4 separate regions of the Mus musculus genome follow, and regions 1, 3 and 4 are each linked to region 2. A link is a contact called in public HiCAR-type, HiChIP or PLAC-seq and promoter capture Hi-C data. All regions are on one chromosome and are shown on one strand. Each heading gives the region's core, a stretch centred on a gene start, on an enhancer-like site or on the middle of the called end of the contact. The rest is flanking DNA. Distances are from core to core; before and after follow the strand shown.

Region 1 (2,774 bases), core at 227-2,726, 2.8 Mb after region 2:
GCAGGCAGAAGAAAGGGGAGGGGATATCTCACCTAAACTAGGGTGTGCCAACTTCAGAGTCTTTTATTTCCCCATGAATGGCCGTGCTTACACAGGTGAACGCTACAGTGCAAGTCAATGGTCATGGGGTTAAAGTCTCAATTCCATCAGCTATCTCATCCTGCATCAACTAGCTGATTAAGTAACCCAAGTCACAGACATGCTTGGGCAGATACCATGCAGCCAACAACCTACAGAAACAGAGCCTTAAAATTAGTTTATGTCACCCTACAAAATGTTAGGTATCTCTTTGGGACCTATTTTCCCTGAGGTGTTAGCAGATCAACTCTGAGGTCTCCATTATTTTCAACACCTTGCTACCCAGGTTACAGGCTGAGTACATCCAGACAGACTTCAGGGGTGCCTGGTATTTTGGTTCTACCTCCTCCCTCAATATACCCCACAGACAGATAAGCTTATTTAAGTCTGGTAGACTTTTCAGTCAAGAATGTCATCATTCAAAAGGCAGGTAGACTAAGGTAAGTGTGTGTGTGTGTGTGTGTGTGTGTGTGTGTAAGCATGTGTGTGCATGTGCACGTGTGTTTGTGCGTGCGTTCGTGTGTGCATGCGCACGTGTGCTTTTTCTTTCAAGGTCTTAGCATATATTAGTGTGGTTGCTTTTATTCTTCTTAGCTACTATTGTTTGGAATCTGATTGCCAACTTGGATTTATTAATTTATTATTTAGTTTATTAATTTATTTAGTTATTTATTAATTTATTATCATTCCCTCCAGCTCCATCTATTATAAACCAAGCTCCCATATCCCAAACCATGTCCTTTGTCCATCCATCTAGCCATCCATCCATGTGCACATACGTTTGAGACAGGGTCTCACTGTGTTGTCCTGGCCGGCCCGAAACTCATAGGTCTGCCTGCCTCTTCCATACAGTGCTGGGTTGCCAGGCTATACATATACATCATATACAAATACGCATACATATACATTATATATGTCCAATTTATGGGCATAAAAGACCTCACTGGCACCGATATTAATTTTTTTTATGAAAGCCACTGTTTCATTCGCCAACAATATAATAATCGACACAGTTCTCTCGCTAGGAATTGAAAGGCCTTGGAACACTGCAACTACTTTAACTGTACTCTCTAAAGTTTCCCTTAAGTAACTGCAGCTCAGAGCACCAGCCGGCTCAGTCCTTCGCTGGCTCGCTCCTTCGCTGGCTCGCTCTTGCCCTCCCATTCCATCTGATCTATGGTTCTCAGGACATAGCGGAGACTGCTGGCTGCAGACGCTGGAAAATGTAACTCGGAATTTCCTACAATCTCAGCTCCACTTTCTCCCGGGCGCCGGCTCGGGGCTGGAGCCTTGTTATTGTCACGTGGCCGCGGGTGCCAGGCGGGCCAATGGGCGCGCGCCCGCCTTCTCGCCCCGCCTCGCCGTTCCGCCGCGCCGGGACATCGCGCCCCGCCGCCCGCCGCAGGCGGAAAAGTTTCTCGGCGTGCCATCCCGTTCTCGGACGCCGCTCGGGCTGCCTTCACCGTGGCTGCCGGTCCTCCGCTGCTGGCTCTCCCGCTGTGCAGGGGCATGCGAGGCCTTCAGTGCGGGGACTGAGCCACCAGGAGCACGAGGCGGCGATCGGCGTGTCCAGCCCGGTCTGGGAGTCGGTGCTTTTGGGGGTGCGCGAGGTTGTAGAGCTCCGGGCCGAACCGGAGGCGGCGGGGCGCGCGGCGATGGGTGCTCCCGGACTCCGAGCGGCCACCGCGGCGCTGGGACTGCTGCTGTGCGCGGGGCTGGGGCGCGCGGGCCCGGCGGGAAGCGGAGGCCACGGGGCTCCCGGGCAGCTCTTGGACGACGATGCGCAGCGCCCGTGTCCAGCCGCCTGCCACTGCCTCGGGGACCTGCTGGACTGCAGCCGGCGGCGGCTGGTTCGCCTTCCCGATCCTCTCCCGGCCTGGGTCACACGGCTGTGAGTATCAGTATCATTCCGGTGGGGTGAAGGAGACCGGCCCGCCAGGGGTGCGAGACCAGAAGAGTCCGCCTAGGCCCGGGGCTCAGAGCGCACTATACAGCGCCCAGGCCGCTACCGGAGCCCTGTGGGGGGACTCAGTCTCCCTCTGCATCCGCGCAGGTGGGTTCTTGAGTCGCCACTCCTAGGCCAGCAGACCCGACGCCTGCGATTGGGAGCCAGTCTGCGAGACACTGTATTTTGCAAGTTTTCTTCTGAGTTTATGTAGGAAACTGGCCCAACTGTAGCTTCTCAGGGGTTAGTTAGGGTCCCTAGACGGTCACTGCAGGCGCGCCTTTCTCTTATAACCCCCCTTGCTCAAGCAAAGCCGCACAGACTTTTTCTCTCCGCAGTGCTTAATTTCACATTAGCAGACCATCAGCCTCGCTCCCGGGCCACTTTGAAATGCGTCTGCGTCTTGGTTACTGTGAGAAGTTGGGTGCGAAGACTGATCGGGTAGATTAAGCAAAGGAAGTAGGTTTTCACAACCGAGATCTGGGCAAGTTTAGAGCCTGCGCTGAGTGCTGTTTGGCGGATTTTAGCTGGGAAGCCAGAAACCCCGAAGTCACTGCCAACTGTGTGGATAGAACACGGAAGAAAATATAATTTACTTGGAAATGCGAGTCCTTACAAATGTCAGCTCTCTTTATTCTCTCCCAACCCCTAATTTTGTTAAAATTGGAGGGGGCGTTTAAGCCATAAGCAAAAAAGCAAAAGTTGCACTTAAAAAAAAAAGAAGTTGTCCCGTTTAAAAGAAATCAAATCA
Region 2 (2,982 bases), core at 10-2,509:
GAGACGCTATAAACCACTAGTACGGAGACAGAAGGAAGGAAAAGTAACTTAGGAAGAAAGAAAGAAAGAAAGAAAGAACGAAAGAACACACAGGCACACTGCCCTTCCCCTAAAACAGAACTTTCCCTTTATTTAAATAATTCTGTAAGTTAACTGCTTTGGCTGACGAGTGTTAAATTTTGTACATGCTTCCTCTAGTTATTTAGGTACAGTACCCTCTTATTTTGGCATTTTACAAGTTTGAATATGAGCAAGCCTTTAAGCTTCAAGTGGACTTATCTACTTTCTGCAGGCCTACGTTATCCTTCAAACCGGAGGGAAGGGCTGCACTTCCAAACAGAAGCGCTGCCGGCTCCTATCGAGCCAGGAGCAAAGCACAGGACCACGTGGTGCCTCTCTCTCTCTCTCTCTCTCTCTCTCTCTCTCTCTCTCTCTCTCTCTCTCTCTCAAGAAAAAAAAATTAAAAAAACAAGGTCCCTACACCGCTCCCTCCTTTTTGACAAGGAAGTGGAAATTAGGGGTTTCCTTTTCAGCGGAGCCCTGACACACACCACCTGTGTGGTCCCCGCCGCAAACATCCTGAAGCCCGGCTCCCGGAAGACTACAAGGATCGGAATAATGGGGAACTTGGGTGCGGACGACGCCGGGGAAGGAGTGACCAGAGAAGCGCGGCGGGCGAGCGAGGAGGAGCGGCGCGACCGGGATCTGTCAAAAAAAAAAAAAAAAAAAAAAAAAAAAAAAAAAAAACCAGCGGCAGGCAGGCTCACGCCGAGCCACTGCACCCGGGCTCCGCCAAGGCCCCAAGTGGGAGCGGCACTGCCGGAGGGAGGAGGACCCGGAGCCCCGCGAGCCCCGGCCGCCGCTTCCGCGCAGCCCCGGGCGCGCACCGCCCACCGCGAGCCCCGGCCCTCTGCGCCGGTCCAACCTTTGCCCCCAAAATCTGCTGCCTGAGCGGCCGCCGCCGGACCTGTCCGCACCTGTCACCAGCCGGCGACACCAGCCCACCGCTCCCGCCCAGCTCTCCGCCAGCCTCGGGCCCCCGCGGGCCCCGCGACCCCGTTCCCTACCAGGTGTCCCCTTTCCGGAGCGAGGTTTTGAGCAGCGTCGCGATGTCAGAACGCTGGGTGTCCAGGTCCGCCGCTCCGCCTTCCGCCATCTTCTTCCACTAGCCGTAGCGGAGGCGGCGGCGACGGCGGCGGCACGCCCCGGAGCATTGTGGGAATGGCGTCCCCGGCCCCGCCCCGCCGGCAGGTCTGTACCAAATGGGGCGCGAGGGCGGGGGTCTGGGGGCGTGGCTCGGCGGGGAGCGCGGCGGGTGCGCGCCTGCGCCCTGCTGCCCCCTCGGGTCCCCGCACGCCCCGCAGCACGGCGTGGTCGCCGCCGCCGCCCCAGACCTCTGAGTTTGCACGGTTCTCACCGGGTGCCGCGCTTTCTCTCCCTGCCTTTGCCCTGCCCTGCTCGGACTCTCCTTGCCATGCTGGCCCTTTTCTTGCCGCAGCCGCCTCCAAACCCATGTTTTTGCGGGTTCACTCCTACTGGAGGGCGGGGCCGGCTGGGACATGGCAGAAAGCGCGCAGTTCCGTGACTTGGGGCTTTTCCTTTCCAGCCGCAGAGCCCAAGCCCACTGAATATTGGCACAAAGAGGGCTCTGAAACCAAAGGTTTGGGCGCAGTGCCCTTCCTAGGTTCTTCCCAGCTCTCCCATGCTTGCTGTCTGTAGGGACTTCTACCTTTCATAAGCTCTTTGTGACGCCTCCTAGCGCGCGTGGACACACACACACACACACACACACACACACACACACACACACACGTTAGCTGCAGTGCAAAACATGTCCCAGTTTCTAGGTGAACAAGCAGTTAAAGATGTATTGAATAAGGCCAGGTACTGAAGGGGGTTAGAAACGTGGGAGAAACCTCATGGGCGTCAAATTAGCATTCCCCTAGATTAAATTTCATGGTTGTATATGCCTAAAGTTAGACTCGATAATACAAGCTGCATTTGAAGGCAACAATTACAAACGGGGAAATTGAGCCTCTTAAAAATCAAATGCCAAGGTCACACGGCAACTGGAAGTGCAAGGTTATCGCACAGATTTCAAATCCCCAGTACTCAGTACCTCCATGAAAGGCTGAATTAAGATACAAACTCCGTAAAAGCTGCAACTAAGTTCTCTTTATAATTTGGCGTGTGAGTGTGCGTGTGTGTGCGTGTGTGTGCGTGTGTGTGTGTGTGTGTGTGTGTGTGTGTGTGTGTGTGCACTGCGGTTTAATGGTCTAGTACCATTCTACACCATTTGAGGCAAACGTTTCAAAATTAACTAAGGCAAAACTGCTGTTTCTAAGAATGAAGACGGCTACCTCAGTAGAACAGTAGGTGACAAGTTAAAGGATGGGCAATGGTCTCTCCATTTTTTAAGCCTCCTAGTTTTGGTGGGAAACTCAGTAAGGAAGGGGGTGCCTGCATTAGTGAGGACTGCTGGCCCATCCAAGAGAAAGCAGTGTTTCCCTGGTTAGGGTTTGTCAGCTTGACAGAAACTAAAGTCACTTGGAAAGAGGGGAACCTTAATTATGGGATTGCCTCCCTTAGAGTAGCCTGTGATGAGTCAGTGGAGCATTTTCTTGTTTAACGATCGGTGTGGTAAACCCACTGTGGGCAGGTGGTCCTGAGTTGTGTAAGAAAACAAGCTGAGCAAGCCATAAAAAGCAGTGTCCGTCCACGTACTCTGCTCTGGGTTCCTGTTGAGCTCTGGCTGTGACCTTCCCCTAGCGTAAGCCACCCAGACCCTTTCTTTCCTAAGTTGCCTTTGGTCAGAATGCTTTGTTGCAGCAATAGAAAACAACTAGCACAACCGGTGTGTATTGGCGTCATACTTGAGTGAGTCAGTATGTGACTGCTTGTTTCTGCGCAGTACTCTCTTTGTATTACTTCAGCCTCAATGAGTCTAAAAGTCATTTCCATTTACGGCTATTTCTTATGTTA
Region 3 (3,149 bases), core at 128-2,627, 2.8 Mb after region 2:
AGCTCTGTGGGACAAAATCAGGCTGGAATAGAAAATAATGGGCTTAACAACCTCCTTCCCCCTTCATGCCAAGCTGCGTAGTGAAGCCATCTTTAGCTGAGTTGCTTTGGGGATATGTGTGATAATGTATGCTAAAATCACTCGGCGCAGCACGTTATCACAGAAAGTGGGCTACCAGTGTTGTTTCCTAGGTTGTACCCCTAACTAATAGTGAATTTGAATAATGAGAAATGAAATGAGACAGCAGGCAGATCAGCCTGAGAGCCCTGAGGAGTGGACATCCTGGGCGGGTGACACAAGTAACTTCCCTGACCAGACTCTGGGTGCCTTGGTCGGAGCTTTGTGAGGGGCTTCTCTGCGCTTGTCCCGTTTACACATTTCAGCATGAAGTGTTTGGTTGGTGAACAGCCTGGGTTGTAGGGTGTGGCCCAGGCTTTAAGGACACACACCCTGGCCATAGTTCACCAGCGGGTTTGATTTTCTGTCTTCCAGGGACCTGAGTGGCAACGCCATCATGTCTCTACAGAGCAATGCGTTTTCCCAAATGAAGAAACTTCAGCAGCTGTAAGTTTTCCCTTTTTCTGCCCTAAGGGGGATGTCATGTGACGCAACATCTACAGAAAGCGTCTAGCACATTCTTGACATTATTAATGGTTATACCGGGAAACAAGGGGAGCGGGCCATTTATTCCCTTGGTTGCAACTGGAATTTCTTTTTCTGTTTTGAATTTGTAGCTTAAATTCGTGAGACCATATATAGTATGGTTCCTAAATATAGTTCTCGTTTTCCATTAGCTAGGAATTTCTGATGTATCGGTACTTATTCCTCCATAGGACAATAAGAACAGCAAAGACCAGGGGCCCTGCTAGCTCTGTTTCTTACATTTACCGTAGACTGTAGAATATTTACAACATCACACGTTCGGTTTCCTGATCCCCCCCTTCCCCGCTTGCCTCATATTTACGTAGGTTTGATTTACGTTTAGAAATCTGCATTTCATGCAAAACAAAATGAATGTAATTCTTCTCCTCAGGCATTTAAATACGTCGAGCCTTTTGTGTGACTGCCAGCTGAGATGGCTCCCACAGTGGGTGGCGGAGAACAACTTTCAGAGCTTCGTAAATGCCAGTTGTGCCCACCCTCAGCTGCTGAAAGGGAGGAGCATTTTCACTGTCAGCCCAGATGGCTTTGTGTGTGGTAAGTAAAGCGCCATCCTTGGTTTTTATTAATTCTCTTTCATTTCCCGCTCCTTTGTCCAAATGATGGTTTCGAAGAGATCTGTGTCCTCTGAATAAGCTTTTCCTCTTCTGCTGAGGTAGACAAAGTGGATCTGTTGTCTGCCGCTTGTTAAAGTTTTACAGATGTTGGTAGAGTTTTGGTATTTGTTTTAGCATCCGCGTGGTTTGCTGGCAGGAATGAAGTTGGAGCTTGAGAGAGCTGAGAGTCGGCCTGGCTCCCCTTTCACTGCACTTCCCCCACCATCCTGCACCCAGGCAGTGGAGACCCTTCCTGGGTTTTGGTGCCGCTTCTGGAAATGTCATACACACCTTTGTCCGTCATGATACTACATTGAGGCTTGCTCTCTTAATTCTAGAGACTGTTGGGAAAACCGTAGTTCCTAGTAGTCACTTTCAAAGATGGTCCCTGGACCTAGGAACTGCATTTGTCGTGTTAGTGGCAGTCATACCTGGAGGCTTGTGTGTGCTCTACCACTGAGCTGCACCACCAGCTCCCCACCTCTCACCGTTTTCTTTGTTTCTAAATATTTGAGGTGTGTGTGTGTGGGGGGGTCTCAGTGAGTAGTCTTGAACTCTCTCTACAGTCCAGCCTTCTATGGGGTCATAACTCTGAGCTACCTACCAGTCCAGGGAACTTGAAAGCTTCTTAACTGCCATTTCCCCCCTTTTAAAAATCAGTATGCTGTCTTTTAAAAGTTATAAATCCATAAATTCATATAATTATAAATTCATAAAAATCACAAATTCATACACATATATGTGAGGCTATCCTTTTTCAGCCCTTCCCCCACCCCCAAACCCCCTTCTCCCAGAATCTGGTTCCAAGTTTCCTGTCTTTTTGGTGGCCTGCTGTGTTTAACCAGTGTTGTCTGTGTGAGTGAGCATAGATGAGTGAATTATTTACTTGTGAAAGGACAATGCATTGTAGCATGTGACTCCCCATCCCTCAGTAACCATTAACTGCCTATAGCTCTCAAGGAGGAGTAGCACTAACGATGAGCCCCTCTAGCAGCCAAGATAGAAATATTGATGACCCAGCCTTGTATTTTGGGGCAGTTTGCTTTCTGCTCTTTATCCCTGGGGTTTTTTGAGAGGCCTGTAGGAAAAAAATAAATAAGTAGCTAAAGAATTAGGGCTACTGAGACATTAACTGCTGGTGGGTAAAGCATTAGGAATGGCAATTGAATTTGTTGTAAATAACTTAAAGATCCATTATCTTAGCAATCACGAGTCTCAGAATTTGAAGTCTCCCAGAGTTCCTGTATATAGTTAGGAACAGACCATGGTTAAAAAAATAGTTTTCATCTCTGACTCAGCTTTCTGTCAGCTCTTCACTCTTTACAAAAATAAATATGTGTATAAAACACAAAATCTAAATTTGCTTAAATTTAAGTTCATGTGAGGAAATACTACAGACCCACATTTTATACTGACATTTAAGTGTGACTAACACTGCTTTGTATATATATATGTGAGTGTGTATAATATTGTATACACACAAATGTATATATTTATATATATAACTTGTGCATATAATCATGTATTATATATAGCCTATATCACATATTCATATATTGCATATCATCATATTAAATATATTAATATATATATTTTAGGTTGCAGGATTTAAAGGTGTCAGCAAGTTTTTGGAAATAAAACCTCTGATATAGGCTTTGGATGCAAGTAAGCTTTTGGCAATCATCCACAAGGGCCTGCGTTATTCCTTCTTATACCTTTACCCCACAGTCTCCCAGTTCTCTGGCCTGGATATATGAACTCTGCGGGCTGTGAGACAAACCCATCCACATTACCCATAGTGCTTGTCCTTTTCTTTCCTTCTCCATTGTGATCAGAACACCAACGTATGGGATGGAAACCCACAGAGAGAAACCGTCCTATATAACAGGCATG
Region 4 (2,754 bases), core at 191-2,690, 3.0 Mb before region 2:
ACCCAGGGCATGCACGCTTCCTCTTGTTATAATGCCAACTGTATTTTTCCTGGGTTAAAAATCTCAGTGCTTGCTCCACTATATGCATGGTTTCTTCAAAAAGACACAGCTCTTCTAGCAATTAAACAGGGATTTTATAAGTCATCACTTATAAAGGGGGCTGGAGACCTGGTTCAGTGGTTAAGAGCACCTCTTGCTCTTGCAGAAGACCTGGGTTCAGTTCTGTGGTGATTTGGATATGCTTGGCTCATGGGAAGTGGCAATATTGGGAGGTGAGGCCTCATTGGAATAGGTGTGACTTTATTGGATGAAGTGTGTCACTGTGTAGGTGGGCTTTAAGGTCCCTAGTGCTCAAGCTCCAGCCAGTTCAGAAGAGAACCTCTGGCTGCCTTCAGATCTGGGCTTCTCCAGCGCCATGTCTGCCTGCATGCTGTCATGCTTCCTGCTATGACGACAATGGACTGAACCTCTGAAACTGTGAGCCAGTCCCAAATAAATGTTTTACTTTTTAAGAGTTGCTTTGGTTATGGTGTCTTCACAGTAATGGAAGTAAAACTAAGTAAAACTGGTTCCCAGCACCCCTGTGGTGACTCACAACCAACTGTAAATCCAGTTCAAGGGATGAGATGGCCTCTTCTGGCCTCTTCTGGTACCAGGCACACATGTGGTACACATACATGCTTGAATGTGGTGATCTGTTGAAAACACTGTTTCCAGGTAAGTCTGGGTAGTTAACGTTTGTTGCCTAATCACCCACTGAAGATCAATGAATGAGGTACTATCTAGGCCCTAAGACACTCTTCTTATCTTTCACAAGTGTTAAAGAGACTTGCGTATCGCCCATAGCTTGTGCAATATTAGAAGCACATGCAAAAACCACACCTTTTTTTGTAAACTCATTCACCCTAGGTTAGCTTTGTCTCAGGTATGTAATAGTTTGGACAGATCAACATTGGTTGAAATAGCTTGTTTTACCCTTTAAATTCGTGGGGATAAGGAAAGATTATTCTGTTGGGTGACACTTTGAAATATAACTGGCATGCAGTCGACGTGACGTATTTAAGTTGTACAATTTGATACATCCTCACAGCCGCGTACCTCCTAGGATCCTCAGCCGAAATGAGAAAATTTCTAGACTGCAATTAAACAAAAACAAAACTCAGAAAGGGCTCCAGGATGATCAGAGCTGAGCAATCCCTTTGGTATCCTTTCTCGTGAGGCTGTCACAGACAGGGCCCCCGGCCAGGCTTGGCCCATCCAAGGCTTTGAGATGCTTTGATTTATAATTTGCCACTCCCGACAGGAAATTCCTTAAACTTTCTCCTGTAGGTGTAGGGGTCAGCCAAAGCCTCGGGATGACAGAGACAGCTGGTTGACCACGCCTCCCCAAAGACCACGCCTCTCAAGGATCCCGGCATGCTGTGCGCTGGCCCCTGAACGGAAGCCGGAAGCGCCTGTACTTCCGGTTGGCGTCCCACGCGTGGTGCGCGGTGTTGTCTCTCAGGTGAGTTGCGTGGGCTTTGGACTCAACTCCGCGGCGTGAAGGACTGGCTCGGACCCTGCCTCCGCGGCGAGACCTGACCGCATCCTCGCTCGGTGCGGGGCTCGGGAGGGCGAGGCTCGGGGTCCCGCACACGGACCACTGGTGATTGCTGACGCTCAGGGGACCTCACCCAGCCACCCCACGGTTCTCGTGACCTGTACGGTGTGCAGCAGAGCGGTGGCCCCGGGGGATCCGGCTCAGCCCCGCAGTCCGCAGACGGGGACGGTAGCTCCGGGTTGAAGCCGAACTTGGTAGAAAGGAGCTGACAGGAGTCGGAGGATCAGAGCGAGCCTTAGGGAGAGCCATTTCCAGACCTAGATCGGAGATGTGACGGTCCTGAAGTGGGCGTTGTGCGGACTGGAGCTTGCGTGCGTGTGGGGCTAGAGAGTAAGTCGGAGGCCCGAGAGGAGCGGGATGAGCTTTGATACACGAGGGGAGGAGTCTTTAAAAGGCAGGGAGCTATGGTTTAAGCTGTTAAAAGTTCACACTAAAGATGTGGTGACGGATATTGGATAAGAACAGCGCAATAGGTGATTTTAAGGCGGAGCTGTTCGCTTTCTGTGTCTACTATGCATAGCTGCTCTTTGAGAACGGCTTGAATTAACGACTTGTTCCTACTTAAAGGGGCCTGACGTGTCCGGACTTAGTCCTTTCATGCTCTGCGCTGATTATTACATAAGCTAAGCATGAGGGCACAGCACAACTTCTCTTCCATCTGTCCCAGTTCTGAAGAGAAGGCTGCTTGGCCACGTCCTTGCCAGTCAAGGGTGTGAGCAGTAAACCTTTTGTTTGTGTTTCTGTTCACCGCCAGGTGAAGCATGGCTAAAAGCCTGCGGAGTAAGTGGAAGAGGAAGATGCGGGCCGAGAAGAGAAAGAAGAATGCGCCAAGGGAGCTCAACAGACTGAAGAGTATCCTCAGAGTGGACGGGGATGCTCTAATGAAAGACGTTGAGGAGATAGCAACCGTGGTGGTAGCCAAACCTCGCCAGGAGAAAATGCAGTGTGAGGAAGGGCGGTGTGACGGCGCAGATGAGGAAAAGGGTGAGCCTCGGTCTTCATTTACATGGTTTTTCTAAAAAATGATCCACTTTTCTCTTAGGGGTCGGTCTCTCTCTGTCTTTTTAAAGCCGTCTTCTACCCATTCTACTTGTCCCTAGTGTCAAGTCCAAAAGAAACTGGGGACAAATGGCTAGCTGTGGAGCTTATTAGAT

Evidence for each region. HiCAR-type assays count read pairs that join an accessible place to other places. HiChIP or PLAC-seq counts read pairs in DNA pulled down with a chosen protein or histone mark. Capture Hi-C pulls out chosen DNA fragments and counts their contacts.
Region 1: a HiCAR-type map of astrocytes shows a contact between it and region 2, with 9 times the contacts expected there. The contact joins the promoter of Lrig3 here to the promoter of Usp15 in region 2. A contact is called at or near these places in 3 of 39 promoter capture datasets (embryonic stem cells, hippocampal neurons and liver), 2 of 484 Hi-C or Micro-C datasets (embryonic stem cells and muscle stem cells), 2 of 115 datasets of contacts at active chromatin or transcription factors (astrocytes and embryonic forebrain) and 1 of 9 other capture datasets (embryonic stem cells).
Region 3: a contact with region 2 is called in an H3K4me3 HiChIP or PLAC-seq map of embryonic forebrain, with 13 times the contacts expected there. The contact joins the enhancer-like site here to the promoter of Usp15 in region 2. A contact is called at or near these places in 5 of 39 promoter capture datasets (3T3-L1-derived adipocytes, cranial neural crest, hippocampal neurons and 1 more) and 2 of 115 datasets of contacts at active chromatin or transcription factors (embryonic forebrain and stem cell-derived neural progenitor cells).
Region 4: a promoter capture Hi-C map of adipose tissue shows a contact between it and region 2, with 4 times the contacts expected there. The contact joins the promoter of Llph here to the promoter of Usp15 in region 2. A contact is called at or near these places in 3 of 39 promoter capture datasets (liver, neutrophils and pre-B cells), 1 of 484 Hi-C or Micro-C datasets (muscle stem cells) and 1 of 9 other capture datasets (adipose tissue).

Annotation. Positions count from the first base shown.
Region 1 is chr10:125,964,743-125,967,516 of GRCm38.p6, forward strand. It overlaps Lrig3 (leucine-rich repeats and immunoglobulin-like domains 3), which reads left to right and starts at 1,477. Exons shown (of 19, transcript NM_177152.5): 1 at 1,477-1,969. The coding sequence starts at 1,734.
Region 2 is chr10:123,195,760-123,198,741 of GRCm38.p6, forward strand. Usp15 (ubiquitin specific peptidase 15) reads right to left here and starts at 1,260. Exons shown (of 22, transcript NM_027604.4): 1 at 1,068-1,260. The coding sequence starts at 1,156. Gm4129 (a long non-coding RNA gene) reads left to right here. Exons shown (of 3, transcript XR_003949042.1): 1 at 1-1,251.
Region 3 is chr10:126,001,909-126,005,057 of GRCm38.p6, forward strand. It overlaps Lrig3 (leucine-rich repeats and immunoglobulin-like domains 3), which reads left to right. Exons shown (of 19, transcript NM_177152.5): 11 at 493-564; 12 at 1,034-1,197. Among named protein-coding and RNA genes, the nearest start is that of Gm29997, 24 kb to the left of the region's middle. Within about 2 kb of position 1,378, at least 23 of the 459 cell types and tissues checked have an H3K27ac peak or open chromatin away from gene starts, as enhancers often do. A contact at or near this core is called in embryonic forebrain and liver, where this site is marked.
Region 4 is chr10:120,225,620-120,228,373 of GRCm38.p6, forward strand. It overlaps Llph (LLP homolog, long-term synaptic facilitation (Aplysia)), which reads left to right and starts at 1,441. Exons shown (of 3, transcript NM_025431.2): 1 at 1,441-1,504; 2 at 2,355-2,584. The coding sequence starts at 2,362.